Linked DNA regions of Arachis hypogaea: region 2 is linked to region 1. A link is a contact called in public Hi-C data. All regions are on one chromosome and are shown on one strand. The core of a region is the stretch at or near the end of the contact, and the rest is flanking DNA. Distances in the headings are between cores, read along the strand shown. Region 1 overlaps LOC112764975. Region 2 overlaps LOC112764611 (mitochondrial succinate-fumarate transporter 1).

Region 1 (3,654 bases), core at 711-3,210:
GGGTTACAACTTACAACAAAATGATCAGGATATTATTTTTGGATGAGACTAGCTGTACACTTCACACGCAATTTTATTATCTTTGTATTGATATTGAAATCATTTTTGTATCTGGTTTTGCTCATATATTTTTACCTTTTGAGTCAGATTTTCTTTCAGCGCCAGTCTTATATAAAGTTCCCTATTGTTCGCGCTGCAAAGACTTCAAGAGCAAATTATTGTTTAGCTTGTCTAATCTCGCTTGTGGAGCAGGTAATTTATTTATTATTTATTATTATTACCAAATTCAGTGTCCATATTCCATACCAGTGTTTTCATGCTACACTTAATGTTAACTTTATTTTTCTGCAGTCAAGATACCTGCAATTTCGAAATTGGCCTGTCGAGTGGGGTTGGTGCCGAGACCTTCAATCGTTTATTTTTGTATTTGAGAAACATAACAGGTAGTTGGTGTATATTTGAGTCCATGTTTTCCGTTTATTTTTTTCCTTCACCATTATATTTCCCGACTTTGAGATTTAAACAAAATTCGATGCAGGATAGTGCTGGAACGCCCTGAATATGGTTATGCGACCTACTTCTTCGAGTTGATACGCTCCTTACCTGTTGAATGGCAGATCAAGCGATTGGTGATTGCTATGAAACTGTCAAATTGTAGCCGAATTTCCCTTATTGAGGACAAAGAATTAGTGGTAATGACTCGATGCCACCTAATGTAACCATTCTGCAGAAGTTTTTTAACCTAACTGTTAGTATCGATTGACTTTGTTTTATGTATTTGCAAAGGGGTTATTGGTGAAATGTACCCTCTTGAATACTCCATTTTGCTATACGCTCGAAATCGCCGATATGTGGTGGCTGAAAATTGATTGTGCTGAGCTATGTTTGGCTGAAAATTGTTACCTCCTTAGTAATCATTGTTCATTAGTGTTGAATAGAACAATTTTTCTACCATGAATTTCTATTTTCTTTCACTCATTATTGCTCTATTCAATGCTGTGTCTGGAACATAGGTTGGTGAACATTTGAGTGAAGGTGAGGCCAAGGTGTTGATGGAATATGGTTGGACCCCAAATACTGGCTTGGGAACAATGCTTAACTACCGTGACAGAGTTGTGCATGATAGGAAGAACGAGAAGGAGAGTTCCGAGTGGCGGTCAAAAATAGGTAAGTTGCTGATGAATGGCTTCAACGGCGGGAATATAGTGACGGAAAACGTCCCCAAGAAAGTCGAAGAGTTTATTCGCGCTCGAAGCCCTGACGTAAAGCTTGAAGAATCTGACATCTGATTAGAGGTTAACTTGTGCATATAGTTTTGTATCATATTAGAGACTGAGACCTTGTTAATGATTCTGACTTAGCAGTTTATTGTGAAAACTCGAGCATTGTTTCTTCAAAAATACTATTTGTACATCAAAATTAGCCACTAAAATTAATTAGTATGTATTTCTGTATAAATACAGATGTTGATTAATTCGTTTTCAATATGTATTTTGTATTCAATATATTTTTATACTAGTTTCTGATTTTGGGATACACATAAGATTTTTTTTATTATTACTGCATGTATAGTGTGAGTTAGGGACCTTGCTAATGAATTGGAGAAAATTGGATGAAGAATGGTTTCTTTTTTTTTTTTGGTATTGGGATGGGGCCAAAGCCCAAGAATTACAAAGCAGCGACTACAGTAACAGTTCGGGGAAAAGATATCCCTCTACAATCATTAGTAAGAATTGGTCTTAATTTAGTCGGAGGCTGATCTATGAAAAGAAAGCCAGGATTAATATTAAAACTCTTTTTGACAAGCCAATCCGCTCCTTGGTTTGCTTCTCGATAGATATGCTTGATTTGAAATTTGAATACACCAATTCCTTTTGAGATAATCACCAATTCTTCTGATTAAAGGTACCGGGTGTTGTGTTGAATCCTTTGCCTTGTTGATCATATCCACTACTACCTTGGAGTCTGACTCCACTACCAAAAATTTTAAACCCAACTCCCATGCAATTTTAACACCATGGAATATTCCCCATTGCTCGGCTTGAATTGAGGTGCATGTTCCTATGTTCACAGCTCACAGCTCCGTCTGAGACTCTGAGTTGAGCTTTGACCATCCCTCTGGTGGCTTTAACCAGCCAATATGTATCTCCTCCCGCGTTCGCTGATTCTTCAAGGGTTTGGTTCTCTCAAAGGTTTCTTCTATGTTCTTGACGTATTTCTGAATAAGATGGTCAGCATTTTGAGGTCTGCAGAAAGGAAGCGTGAAGATTTCTTTGTTCCTCCACTGCCATATCCACCAACAAGTTACAAAAAATTGCGTCATCTAATCGCTCTTGGTCTTTCCCAGTTCCGCAGTCAGATTCCACCGAATCCAAGAATCGAAGGGAGCTCTAAAGAAGAGGTAGTGGGAGGGATGAATAAGCTTTGTCCAAACTCTTGATGTCCATGGACAGTCTCTGAGAACATGTAGCACAGATTCTTTCACACCATCACATTTATGGCACGAAGGATTTGTTTGGAACATTCTTGCTCTTCTCTTTGCTGTGAGTATTTTCTTATGAACCACCATCCAAAAAAAAACTTTTATTCTGTGAGGTCCTTTCCACCTCTATATCAGGGTCCAAACTTGGTTTTGCTCTTCCTCATGCTGAGTTAGTGCGCTATAGGTGCTAGATACTGAGAATTCTCCGTCATTCGTGAGCTCCCAAGTTAACATGTCCTGTCCCATAGAGTCCATTGCTGGCGGCATTGCTCTGATGGTACTTAAGATGTCTTCAGTAAGAAAATTCTGCAAATAAGTTACATTCCATTCCGCTGCTGCAGTGATGGCATCACGCACTGTTAGACTGAGATCCACCTGCATTGGATTAAAGGGGGGGCTCCCTTTATCCATTTATCAGTCCAAAGCTTAGTTGTTCTTCCATCCCAATAGAGATGTAAGTATTTTGGATCAAGCAATTCCAAACTTTGGCCAAGCTTCTCCATAGTGTTGAATCTGATGAGCATATTTGAAGTTCATGGAGTAAATTTTTTCCTCTCTCAGTACTTACTTCTTAGGACCTCAGACCATAAAACCTTCTCATTCTTTAGTAGACGCCATAACAGTTTAACAAGAAAAGCTTCATTCATTGCCTCAAGCCTCATTCTTCCATTTATTTTTGGTTTGCATAGAACCTCCCAGTTAACATTGTGTATTCTTCTCTTGTTAGTCTCTTCCCCCCATATAAATCTTCTCTGCATTTTTTCAATTTCCAAACAAACTCCCTTTGGTATGGAGGTGTACATCATATCAAAGTTGATTGAAGGACTTATGGCAGACTGCACTAAAGTAATTCTACCTCCCAACGAAAGACACTTTGCTTTCCACCCTTTCAACTTTCCAGCCACTCTATCAATAATCTTTTTAAATTTATTCTTTCCTTTTCTCTTATTATTAAATATGGCACCCAAGTACCTTCCTAGACTTTCCACGTCAGAAAAGCCACTCAATCTAACAATCTCTTGTCTGGTCCGTACATCAACATTCTTAGAGAAATAAATTGAAGTTTTCATTGGATTTACCTTAAAGCTCGAAGCCTTTTTAAATTCCTCTAAACTCTCCATAGCAATTCTCATCTGTTCTGGGGATGCTTCCATGAATAAAACCAGATCGTC
Region 2 (3,654 bases), core at 561-3,060, 130 kb after region 1:
TTATATATTTATGGTATTTTTTAGTTCAGTAGATTAAAGATTAATTTATCATAAATTTAAATTTTATTTAAAAATTTATTTTTAATCAATAAATTATTACATATATAAGATAAAATTTAAATTTTTTATATTTATTTAAATAAACAAGTAAACTAATCACTTAAACCCAATTTAAATAAATTTATAAGTAATTTTTAACTTTTAATATAAGCGCTTATAGCAATAATATTTAGTATCATTTTTAAAACAAACTTGTGGTTTTTTTAAAAATTGTTATAAAAAAGTAAGAAAATGATTTTTTATAATAATTTTTTTTATTATTCTTCTTTTAAAATAAATATTTTTTATAACTAAAAAATTAAATATAAAATAATTTATTATAAATTATTTTAATATAAATTTTTATGTTTTAATTTCTTTTTAAAAAAACTTAATTTAAATTCTTTTTAATATGATTCGCTGGCTGCTAGGTGCTACTCTAAACACCACAAATTCTCAAAGCAGAACTAAGATAGTGGTACGAGAAATTTTCAAAAAGATTAATTTAATTTATTAATTAAATTTAAGATTAATTTACTCTTTTAATCTTATTAATTCATATTATTCACATATTATTCAAAAGTATTGTTGGTTACCTATACTTTTCCTTCACTTTAACGTGATGTACTTCATAAAAATCCTATGCATTGCATTTGCATGCATATATATTTTCTTCGAATTGTTGCAGTGTGACTTGTGTCAAAACATTGCATCCAATAATATTTTCAGACAATAATAAGTGCAACAATTCTAAATTCATTAGTCAGAAGAAACGCTAGCATCATATGTTCACTAGAGAAAACGATTGATTAGATACTCTAAAAGTCTTGCCAAACCCAAATGTATAGCTAAGATATTTCGGTTTATTATTTTCAAACACTAATTTATTAGAATGTATTTTACAACTGTGATAGATGTACACTAAAATTAATTATTTGTATAAAATATATATTACAATATAAAATATACATTAAAAATAAATTAATTAATATATATAGTTATATACAAATATATAATAATTAATTTTAGTGTATAAATAATATTTTTTATTTTTCTTTTGGCAGGGGTTGATCCCCCATCTTTTTCACCAAGCGTCTGGTTTATAAACTTATTCTTCATTTACATTAAATGTGTTTGGAATGGAAAATAGTCAAAACACCTACCAACTCATTGACCAGAAAAAGTAAATTATATATAAAAAAAAAATTCTTTTATATTAAAAGCTCCATGCATAGAATTTTAGCGGATAATAAACCTTTTCAAGTTTGAACCGGAGTTAAAAAAAAAAAAAAGTTAAAAATATTATGATCACTTTAACACACCATGTTCAAACTTTTCCCTCTTTCAGACGACCTGCTTTTGACATAACCTAAGTCGTAGATCCAAAAAAAAAAAATAAATAAATAAAATAAAGCAAAACAACTAAGTCAAACTTAAAGGAATTTAATGTTCTTTCATTCTAAACAAATATTTTTATGTATTATTAATTTAAATTAAATTGTATGAATAAAATTTAGATATAGTTTACACAAATAAAGTTAAATATAGTTTACCGAATTATTTTGTTTTATTTCTCTCTTTTAAAAAGATGAAAAGTAAAATAAAATTGGTGGCCGGTTCATTTCAAAATTCAAGAATTAGTTTTTGGTTGGCGAAAAAAATTGCATATGATGCAAAGAAATATGACTTAAATGTTTAAACAAAGCCTGCTTGGTGAAGGCTTATTTTTTGTTCTCGGTTTTTGACATATTTCCTCAATCCTTTGAAAATTTAGTTTTGATTTCTCCATCTAATGAGCTAACCCCACGTCAGTTAATCTCTAATGAGTCCATAATCCATATTGTTTTTGGGCATCATAATAGGAAAATAATGTTGAGGCCCAAAATAACACGATTTTTAGTTAATACCAAAAAAAAAAAACATTTTAACGCTATTTTTAGTTAAATACATTTTATTTTTATTTTTCACGGTATTTCCTAAACTGATCTGAACTCCAGTTAAAAGACCAATAGAATGTTGTATGTACAAGATGAAATTTGAAAACCCCCAAAATACAAAATTAATTAATAACAATTATAATTTTATGCTTGTACGTATCAAGATTCAAGAGTGTTTAGTATTGAAAGAAGATTGTAATGCTTTATTGCGGTGTTGGTGGAACATTTGGGCGAGTCCAATGTTTCCCGGTTCAAACAAACAGGCTGCAAAAGAGTGGCTTTGGTAAGAAATTAGCGGAAGCTAATAGTTCTCTTTTGGCGCTATTTATTTCATCGTCCACCACATTATTGAAAAGCTTCAGCTTCTTAAATGCTGCTTTTGATTTTAATACTGATAAACAATAGAAATACACTCCAGAAAATAGCATGAAAACTTTATTCCAGATTGCTACAACAACTTCGCATAAAATGACTTGCTAGCTAGTAGTGCAAGTATTTAGAAAATTGTTTCGGGCTAAAATTGCTAGTTATTCACTAAGCTTTATATGGACCCCAATCGTCCACTCATCAAATTCAATGGAATTAACTAAATAAGCCTTAGAGAAAGAGCACAAAAATGATTATTAACTCTATCCTTGCATTGAAATTGGCTTAAAAAACTAATGATTGCCAAAAAGAAAAAGGAAAAGAAAGAAAATATTAGTACATTACCTATAATTCTGCCACTTTGAGATGTCTCCTCTCATACAAACCAATTATTTGATCGGCCACTGTCCACATAATGGCCTGGCCAGGCGGGATCCTCATGAGCCGAGGCAGCAGACCTTTCCATAAGGCACGAAGTCCTTCCTCCGAATATATTGTTCTGATGGCATGAATCATACCCTTGTACTTCAGTTCGCCCCCCTCTCGGCTCTGAGCCATCAACCTTGTTTTCACCACATCAAAGGGACCAGTACAAATAGGGCCTGCGGTGCCAGCAAGAAACCCTGAAATCATAGACTGCCATGGTAGGAGTACTTTTCCATCTCCTTCATGTTTGCTCCATAAAAGTATATCAAAAGAATTTTTGGCAGTAAACATGGCAGCTTGATTTGTCCCATTACGCATTACAGTAGGAGCAGCCCCTGCCCAAAGCCCAAGAATGCCTTCCTCCCTCACAATCATTCGAGCACAATGCACGGGACCTTTGTATTTTAAAAGCTCCGGGCTTAGACCCCTCTGCTGCTGCAATCTAATCTTCACAACCTACAAAGACACGAAGACATATTATGAACATGAGAAACCACATGCCAAAGATGTTAGTGATGTCTTATGCTGAATAGCAACACCAATGTTAACTTTCTTTTCTTCTTGAAAAAAAAAGTGCCTTGTTACAATTACTTTAGGATAAAAAAATTCAAAAAAAAAAGTATCATTTAGTCATGCACTCATCATTGCAAGTTTGCAACACACAAAAACTATGATAGGAAGAATTAAAAGGAGGATGTGCAGGTTAGCAATTAGGCCTCGAATGAATAGTGCACTTATATCATTGGGCAAATGCACAGACAATATCTGCCGGTAGTTCATGCGAGAGCATGAGAAAGAGCTAGAGACAACAAGAAGTTAGCGAAAAACAAAAATGAGAGGGGAAAAGAGGGAAGGGTTCTCCGTGTTAGTAACATTTGAATTCTTT

Evidence for each region. Hi-C and Micro-C count contacts between places; a contact is called where the count stands out from the background.
Region 2: a Hi-C map of leaf shows a contact between it and region 1, with 4 times the contacts expected there. The contact joins two enhancer-like sites. A contact is called at or near these places in 3 of 8 Hi-C or Micro-C datasets (leaf and an unstated tissue).

Annotation. Positions count from the first base shown.
Region 1 is chr17:16,201,496-16,205,149 of arahy.Tifrunner.gnm2.J5K5, forward strand. LOC112764975 reads left to right here. Exons shown (of 11, transcript XM_025810831.3): 8 at 148-252; 9 at 352-443; 10 at 539-692; 11 at 1,014-1,518. The coding sequence ends at 1,289. Among protein-coding and RNA genes, the nearest start is that of LOC112764975, 6.9 kb to the left of the region's middle. Within about 2 kb of position 1,961, at least 2 of the 3 cell types and tissues checked have open chromatin away from gene starts, as enhancers often do.
Region 2 is chr17:16,334,006-16,337,659 of arahy.Tifrunner.gnm2.J5K5, forward strand. It overlaps LOC112764611 (mitochondrial succinate-fumarate transporter 1), which reads right to left. Exons shown (of 3, transcript XM_025810298.2): 3 at 2,399-3,224. The coding sequence ends at 2,688. Among protein-coding and RNA genes, the nearest start is that of LOC112764611, 9.9 kb to the right of the region's middle. Within about 2 kb of position 1,811, at least 1 of the 3 cell types and tissues checked has open chromatin away from gene starts, as enhancers often do.